Linked DNA regions of Hordeum vulgare: region 2 is linked to region 1. Evidence: chromatin contacts called from public Hi-C data. All regions are on one chromosome and are shown on one strand. The core of a region is the stretch at or near the end of the contact, and the rest is flanking DNA. Distances in the headings are between cores, read along the strand shown. Region 1 holds the start of LOC123449869 (probable receptor-like protein kinase At5g24010). Region 2 has its middle 14 kb from the start of LOC123449871.

Region 1 (4,085 bases), core at 648-3,147:
GTTGAGGTTGTCTTGGTGACTTTAAGGACACTGATGTCCATAAGGGGTCCTAGGTAGGCCCCAGGAAGCAGGTCCATAGGCCTACCCCTAATGTACAACCCCATCAGCATTGATGGCTGCCGGATCAGGACCACATGCGCAACTGCGCTGAAATGCGACGTACCTTGAGCGGGAAGGGCGTCGATGTCTAGCGGTGCGTCCTACAACCATGCCGAGTCATCGACGACAAAGCTCAGGGGGTCGAAGAGAATCTCTCCGCCGAGTGTCATCATGATGACGAAAAAGGTAAAACTTCAACTGTGTTGTATTTGCTAAACGCGCATCCCCACGATGGACACCAACTGTCGTGGGAATGATCGTAACAATAATACCAGGGTTACGAATGAGGGGCGGAGCCTAGCTATGGCGGAGTGGATTCACTCGGATGTACGAGTTTGGGCCCCACTCGGGAGTGGTAACAACCCTACGTCTCGAACCCTGAGGCTGATGTTTTCTTAAGGGGTATGCGATAGTACAAGATGTTGAACCCCCGGTCAGGAGCTCGGGGTGACTTATATAGAGTGCACCACGACCGTCCGAGCCTCATTACAAGGGCGAGTTAATGCTAATAATTACGAAGGTTACTAGTAACGGCAGTTCTAACTCTAGCATTACTGGGAACACACGTCTTTACTGCACTTCATGTGATAGTTTAAGTCTGTAGACGTTGCAGTCCCTTCGTTGCCCACGCCTTGCCGCAGTCCGAGTGCCGGAGCACACCCGACTGACACGAGACGATCCGAGTGTCCTTGTGCGGTCCGAGTGAAGATATGCTTGTCCGAGTGAGGTCATGACTGCACCGATGGCTTTTGGGACGCTGATGTCCATGTAGGGTCTTAGGTAGGCCTAGTGATGCAGGTCCGTAGGACTACCCCTAATGTATAACCCCGTCAGCGCGTCTGAGGTGGCCAGAAGAAGGAGATCTTCGGTTTGATGCCCTACCCAGCCACATACTTTTCGATTTCTTTCATTCATCCCATCTGGCAAGACCCACTCTTTTAAACCGAGACAAAAGTAGCTATAACCAGGAAAAAATAGATAAATAAACCAAATGCGAACCGAGAGGGGGAAAAGAAAAATCGGCCTACATGGTACGCCCATTCAACACGAAATTGGGGGGGGGGGGGCAATGGGGGTAAAGTGTACCATCAACTCGGGTATAAAGAGCGACTTTTTTTAAAATGAGATAAAATATGTCACAAAGTTCAAACTAAGTGGTAAAATGAAATTTACTCTAAAATATGTGTGTTCCCACTTTAAGGGCATTTTGTTTTGCTTTTATTTTTATAAACACTTTCTCATCCCACTTTAAGGGCATTTTGTTTTGCTTTTATTTTTATAAACACTTTCTCATCCCACTTTGTGAAAAGGTGAAGCGAGTCGATGACCTGCCACTATAATACCATCAATCATGCCGCGGCGCTACTGCTTAGTCGTGGTTGCTGGAGGCGTCAGGATGAATCGCACGCTTCGCGACACTCGACGTTGTTAGCTTCTTGGTCGCCACCAATCATTTGGTTTATGTTTTTTGGCTTTTACTTTTCGTGAGAATACTGTAAAACATACACTACAGATTCTATCTTTGCAGCAAATATTACTTCCATGGTATCAAAATATAAAATCGTTTTTGACATTATATTATGAGACGGAGTGAGTAGTAAATTAGTCAAAATCAAAACAAAAACAATTTATCAAGGAAAAGGAATTGATTTTTAGGAAGCATTTCCTTCAAGTAACATCGACCATAGAGCAAGCAATCATCCAGGAGGGGGGAAAATGTCCAGAAAACAACAAGCAGGGGTACTTTTCAGCTGAATAAATGAGTGCCCCTTGGATTTTCTTCCGAACTAGTATACCAAAAACAATGGGTGCCACTTGATGATGACCAGTGGAGGAATTAACCCGAGTTTTCAATGCCCCAATCACTCCAGTCCAGCACCCGCTGCCAAACACACACGGGCACACCAATTCCATCGTTGCCGCTGCCAATTCCAAGTCCAAGTCCACCTTCCCGCTGCCCGAGTCAACACACCACTCTGCACCTTCCGCCGTGTTGCCTCCACCACCACCACCGTCCGCCGCACTCGTTCGTTGTTATCCCCATGATCACCTCATCTCCCACCACCCGCACGCCCGGCCACGGCTCCACTACCGCGTGACCTTAATGGCCGTCCACGTCCTACTCCCCCTCCTCCTCCTCCTTCTCGTCCCCACGGTCCTCCCGTACATCGCCCTCGCCGCCTCCTCCCCGGACTTCACCATCTTCCTCGCGTGCGGCGCGGGCGCCAACATCTCCTTCCCGTCCGACAACCCCGCGCGCACCTTCGTCCCGGACGCCGGCTACTTCTCGCCCGCACGCGCCCCTGCGGTGTCTGCCGGCGCCAGCTCCAGCGCGGCCTCCCCTCTCTACGCCGCGGCGCGCGCCGGCAGCTCCGACTTCTCCTACCGCCTCACCTACCCGGACACGGCGGGCGCGTCGTCGTTCCTCGTCCTGCGCCTCCACTTCTTCCCCTTCGTCCCCGCCTCCTCCTCCACCAGCCTCTCCTCCGCGCGCTTCACCGTCTCGGTCCTCGACGCCTACGCCCTGCTGCGCAACTTCTCGCCGCCGGCCGACGGCATCGTCAAGGAGTTCTTCCTCCCTCGCGGCCGGTCGGGAGATTTCACCGTCAGGTTCAGCCCGGACGCCGGCTCCTCCGCGTTCGTCAATGCCGTCGAGCTGTTCCCGGCCCCGCCGGAGCTGCTTTGGAACGGCTCGACCTCGGTGGTGCCGGTGGGCGTCCTGGAGGGCACCGGCTTGCCCCAGTGGCAGCTCGCCGCGCTGGAGACGGTGTACCGCCTCAACGTCGGCGGGCCCATGGTGACCAGGGAGAACGACACGCTGTGGCGGACCTGGCTCCCCGACGGCCCCTACCTCTTCGGCGCCCCCGGGCAGTCGGTTGTGAACAACACGTCGAGCCCGATCATCTACAACCCGCCGACCACAAGGGAGGTGGCACCAGACGTCGTGTACAGGACGCAGCGCGCGGCGAACGTGACAGACTTGATGCGGGCGACAACGCCGGGCCTGAACTTCAACGTCACGTGGACGTTCCCGGCGGAGGCAGGCTCCCGCTACCTCGTCCGTCTCCACTTCTGTGACTATGAGGTGGTCAGCTCTGTCGTCGGTGTTGGCATCGTCTTCAACGTTTACGTCGCGCAAGCCCTTGCCACTCTAGACCTCTCGCCAGAGGATCGGGCGAGGCAGCCGAACGAGGCCTTTTACGTGGACTACGCGGCCATGGCGCCGAGAGCCGGGAACCTCACCGTCAGCATCGGTTGGTCGCCGAAAAGCAGCGGAGGCGGCATACTCAACGGGCTGGAGATCATGAAGCTGCAGTCCGCCAACCTGAGCTCCCCGAGGCCGCACGGTCTGACGAAGAAAACCATCATCGTCATCGTGCTCGCGACGGTGCTCGGCGCCGCCGTTCTTGCGTGCGCGGTGCTCTGCTTTTTCGTCGTGCTGCGGAGGAAGCGGAGGCAGGTGGCGCCGCCGGCGTCGACGGAGGATAAGGAGAGCACGCAGCTTCCGTGGTCTCCGTACACGCAGGAAGGCGTCTCCGGCTGGGCGGACGAGTCGACGAACCGGTCCAGCGAGGGCACGACCGCCAGGATGCAGAGGGTGAGCACCAAGCTGCACATCTCGCTGGCGGAGGTCAAGGCCGCCACGGACAACTTCCACGACCGCAACCTCATCGGCGTCGGCGGCTTCGGCAACGTGTACAAGGGCGCGCTGGCCGACGGCACGCCCGTGGCCGTGAAGCGCGCCATGCGCGCCTCCAAGCAGGGCCTGCCGGAGTTCCAGACGGAGATCGTGGTGCTGTCCGGCATCCGGCACCGGCACCTGGTGGCGCTCATCGGCTACTGCAACGAGCAGGCGGAGATGATCCTGGTGTACGAGTACATGGAGAAGGGCACGCTGCGGAGCCACCTCTACGGCTCCGACGAGCCGACGCTGTCCTGGAAGCAGCGGCTGGAGATCTGCATCGGCGCCGCCAGGGGCCTGCACT
Region 2 (4,085 bases), core at 676-3,175, 180 kb before region 1:
CAGGATCGTCATGCCGGAGCTCTAGATTGGATCTGCTCAAGTTCCGCCTCATGGTGGCGGCGAAACCACGGAAAAGCTTCCGATTGATTTTTTTGGAACGAAACCCTTCATATAGCAAAAGAGGGGGGCTAGTGGGCCGTCAGGGAGCCCACAAGCCCCCACTCCGCCACCAGGGGGTGGCGGTGGTAGGGCTTGTGGTGCCCTGGCAGCCCCACTCCGGTACTTCTTTCGCCCAGTATTTTTTATATAATCCCAAAAAATTCCACGTAAATTTTTAGGGCATTTGAAGATGTGCAGAATAGTGGACTAAGATTTGCTCCTTTTCCAGTCAAGAATTCCAGCTGACTGAATTCTCCCTCTTCAAATAAACCTTGCAAAATAAGAGAGAAAATGCATAAATATGGTAGCACAAAGTAATATAACAGCCCATAAATTAATAAATATCAACATGAAAGCAGGATGCAAAATGAACGTATCACGCATCAGTTGACACTATCAAAAAAATATAAGAAAAATCAAACAGAGATGATGCGTGGGAAGGAAAACCCCGAGGAGGAGTTTTTTTTTTCTTAAGCGGTACTCGAGGAGTAGGTGAGGCGAACTTAGCAACTTCTCTTTCAGAATAGAAAAGAAGCCCAAATGTATTCTAGATTTTCGAAAAATGTTCTAGTTTTTCAAAATTTGTTCACCGATATGAAAATCGTGCCCATTTTCAAATTTTATTTTTGAAATTTAAAAGATGTTTGTGTTTTCAAAAAATGCCCTCATTTTCAGAAAACCAGTCACAATTTTAAAATTCTATTCACGAATTACAAATATGTTACCATTCATTCAAAATTTGTTCACAATTTAAAAATGATCATACTTTCATAATTTTTTTCACGAATTGGAAATTTGTGCATGTTTTCAAATTTGTGCACAATTTGAAAAATGTTCGCGGTTTCAAATGTGTTCGTAGAATCAAAGAATGTTCACATTTTGAAAAATGTTCCTATATTCAAATTTTTGTTTCGAAATTAAAAAAATGTTCGTGTTTCAAAAAATGCTCTCATTTTCAAATAACCAATCGCAATTTTAAAAGTTTATCACGAATTAGGAATATGTTCCTGTTCTTTTAAAATTGTTCGCGCTTCCAATTTTTTCTAGGATTCTTTGAAAATTGTTTTCGGTTTCAAAATTGTTCGGGGTTTTCAAAATTTCTTTTTCAAAATTCACAAAATATTCGTGCTTTAAATTATTATTCGCCCTTCCAATTTGTTTTGGGGGTTTTCAAAATTGATCGCGGTTCCGAAATTTTGTTCTCAAGATCCAAAAAATGTTCGGGCTTGCAAATTTGTTCAAGATTTTTCAATTTTTTTCTCGGTTTCAACACTTTTCTGAAAATTCAAAACATGTTCGTGTTTTAGAAATTTGTTAGTGCTTTCAAATTTGTTCGGGGTTTTCAAAATTGTTCTCCTTTTCAAAATTTTGTTCTCAAGATTCAAAAAATATTTATGCTTCAAAACATTGTTTGCGTTTTCAAATCTGTTCAAGATTTTCCAAAATTGTTCTCAGTTTTAAAATTCGTTCTCAAAATTCAAAAACTATTTGTGCTTTAAAAATTTATTCGCACTTTCAAATTTGTTTGGGGTTTTGAAAATTGTTCTCTTTTCGAAATTTTGTTCTCAAGATTCAAAAATATTCGTTCTTTAGAAAATTCTTTGCGCTTCCAAATTTGTTCATGATTTTGCAAAATTGTTCTTCAACTTTGATTTTTTTTGCTTCAAATACAAAACTAAAAGGAAAAAAGCAAGAAAAAACGAATTCAAAAAAGGAAATAAACAGAAGACGAAAAAGTAGCAAAAGAAAAAATTGAAACGGAGCTGCGACAGCCCAGTTGGGGCGCCCCGTATGCGGCGCAATGAGCGGCAGGTAGGAGCTCCTGTAGCAAAATCGTATTGGACTCTCTGTGCATCATGGTGGGCCGGGCCGTTAACGTGTGGGAGCGCTCTTTTTCAACACGTTTCTTTAGGATCTTAGTTATTAAAAAAGTAGTAGAGAGTTGTCCAGTTAATTAACAACAACCGATCGAAAATTAGTATAACATGCCCCAACTGGACACCATCAACACACGTCGACCCCGGGTCCGCGCATGAGGCAACCCACGCAACCCGAAGCTGATATCCTACAACCTTCTAGTTTTAGAAACCTTCAACAAATTTAATAGTCGTTTTTTCTTGGTTTTCGGAACCTTCAAAAAGGTTCCTGAACCGAGATTTTTTTACTTTTGTTTCTTGTTTTCTTTTCATTTTTCTTTATCTGTTTACTTTTTTTCTTTTTCTTTCCGTTTGTTATTTCTTTTTTATTTTTATGTTTTTCGTATTTTTTCTGTTGGAAATTTTTTCCTCGCAATTTTTAAATATGTTCATGCTTGAATTTTTTTTAAGGAATTTCAAAAACAATTCTAGTTTACAAAATTTCTTCAAAATTTCAGAAAATGTTCTCATTTTTTACTTTTTGTACATAATATAAAAATTGTTCGTGTTTCCAAAATTTGTTTGCAAACAATTCCTGTTTTCCAATTTGTTCAAAATTTCAAAAAAATGTTCATGTTCCAAAAGAAAACTTCGTGTTTAAAAAATGTTGGAGCACTTTCGAGAACTTAAAATCTGTTGTTGAACTTAATATTTTTGGAAATTTAAAAAATGTAGAGTGTTTCCAAAATTTCATAAAATGTTCGGAATTTCAAAAAATCTTCTTTCTTTATAAAAATTGGTTGTTCATGTTTAATTTTTCATATTTCTGGAGTTTTAAAAATGTGAACATTTCTGAGAACACCAACTTACCAACTATTTTCGAAAATGGAAATATGTTCATTAACGCTAGAACATTTTTTGTAATTTTATGATGTTTTTTAACAAATGCATTCACAATATTTCTTGAAAAGCACATACCTTTTGTGAATTTATGAACAGCGTTGAAAAATGACAACGTTTTTAAATTTGTAACTTGTCCCAAAAGCAAGAAGATTTTTCGAAATTTAAGAACAATTTTCCAAAATGAAATTAGTTTAATAAACTAAAAAATGTTTGATATTTCCAACATTTTTTTAATTGCAAACAGTTTCTAGAGAACTTGAAAATAATTTTGAACTTTGAAGATATTTCGACAAGCTGAATGAATTTTTAAAATTCTGCAACAATTTCGGAATTTTTCGATCATTTTTTGGATATGTTGAACAATTTTTATTTTTTGAGTTATTGATAGGAAAATTAAAAAAGCATTACAGAATATGTGAAAAAATTGTGAAATTCTTTTGAATTGGTGAAAACATTTTGAAAACATGACTTTGTTTATTCTTGAACTTATTTGGAAATTGAAATTCCAGAACATTTAATAAATTTATGAATAAGAATTCAATGGCGATCAATTGTGGAGATCCCCGGAACATTTTGTTTTTGAAGACACGAACATTTTTGAATTTGCGATTTTTTTGAAAGTGGGTACATCTTTGGAAATTTCCAAACATATTCTGAATTTGTGATTTTTTTAAATGAAATCATTTTTGAAATATCAAATTCATTTTCCCCCTGATTTTTGAATATATATTTTAAGACTCTTATTTTTTAAATTTGTGAGCTAAATTCCAAAACAGGAACATTTTAGAATTAACTAATAAAGTTTTTAAAATGCCAATATTTTTTAGTATTTATTAAAAATTGTTGTAAAAAATTAAAAATGAATGAAAAAAGGAAGGCAATGAAAAAAAAAACGAATAAGGAAAGAAAACAAAAAAAGGATAAAAAAGCGAAAAAGAAACAGAAAAAGATATAAATACCGGCTCGCTGGAACTGGGTCGGCCCATTTCGCATCGTTAGCATTCTTGCCCTGTGCGAATCACCGATAATTGGGCGCAGCGAGCGGCGAATAGGGTTTTCCTACCAACTAACTGAAGAAAGGGCAAATGGGTTGGATAGCGTGGGAATAGAGAAGTGGGCCATCCTATTTCCCGTCTGCACGCAACAAATAGAGAGGGCTTCACTGAAGAAAGGGCAAATAAGCCAGCCCACCTTTGCCCTTGAGCACGTTTTTTCTATCTTCGTTTT

The links. A called contact is a pair of places that touch in the nucleus more often than the background predicts.
Region 2: a Hi-C map of leaf shows a contact between it and region 1, with 3 times the contacts expected there. The contact joins the enhancer-like site here to the promoter of LOC123449869 in region 1. A contact is called at or near these places in 3 of 6 Hi-C or Micro-C datasets (leaf and seedling).

What each region holds. Positions count from the first base shown.
Region 1 is chr4H:594,134,406-594,138,490 of MorexV3_pseudomolecules_assembly, reverse strand. LOC123449869 (probable receptor-like protein kinase At5g24010) reads left to right here and starts at 1,897. Exons shown (of 1, transcript XM_045127222.1): 1 at 1,897-4,085. The coding sequence starts at 2,204.
Region 2 is chr4H:594,316,086-594,320,170 of MorexV3_pseudomolecules_assembly, reverse strand. No RefSeq gene overlaps it. Among protein-coding and RNA genes, the nearest start is that of LOC123449871, 14 kb to the left of the region's middle. Within about 2 kb of position 1,925, at least 3 of the 3 cell types and tissues checked have open chromatin away from gene starts, as enhancers often do. A contact at or near this core is called in leaf and seedling, where this site is marked.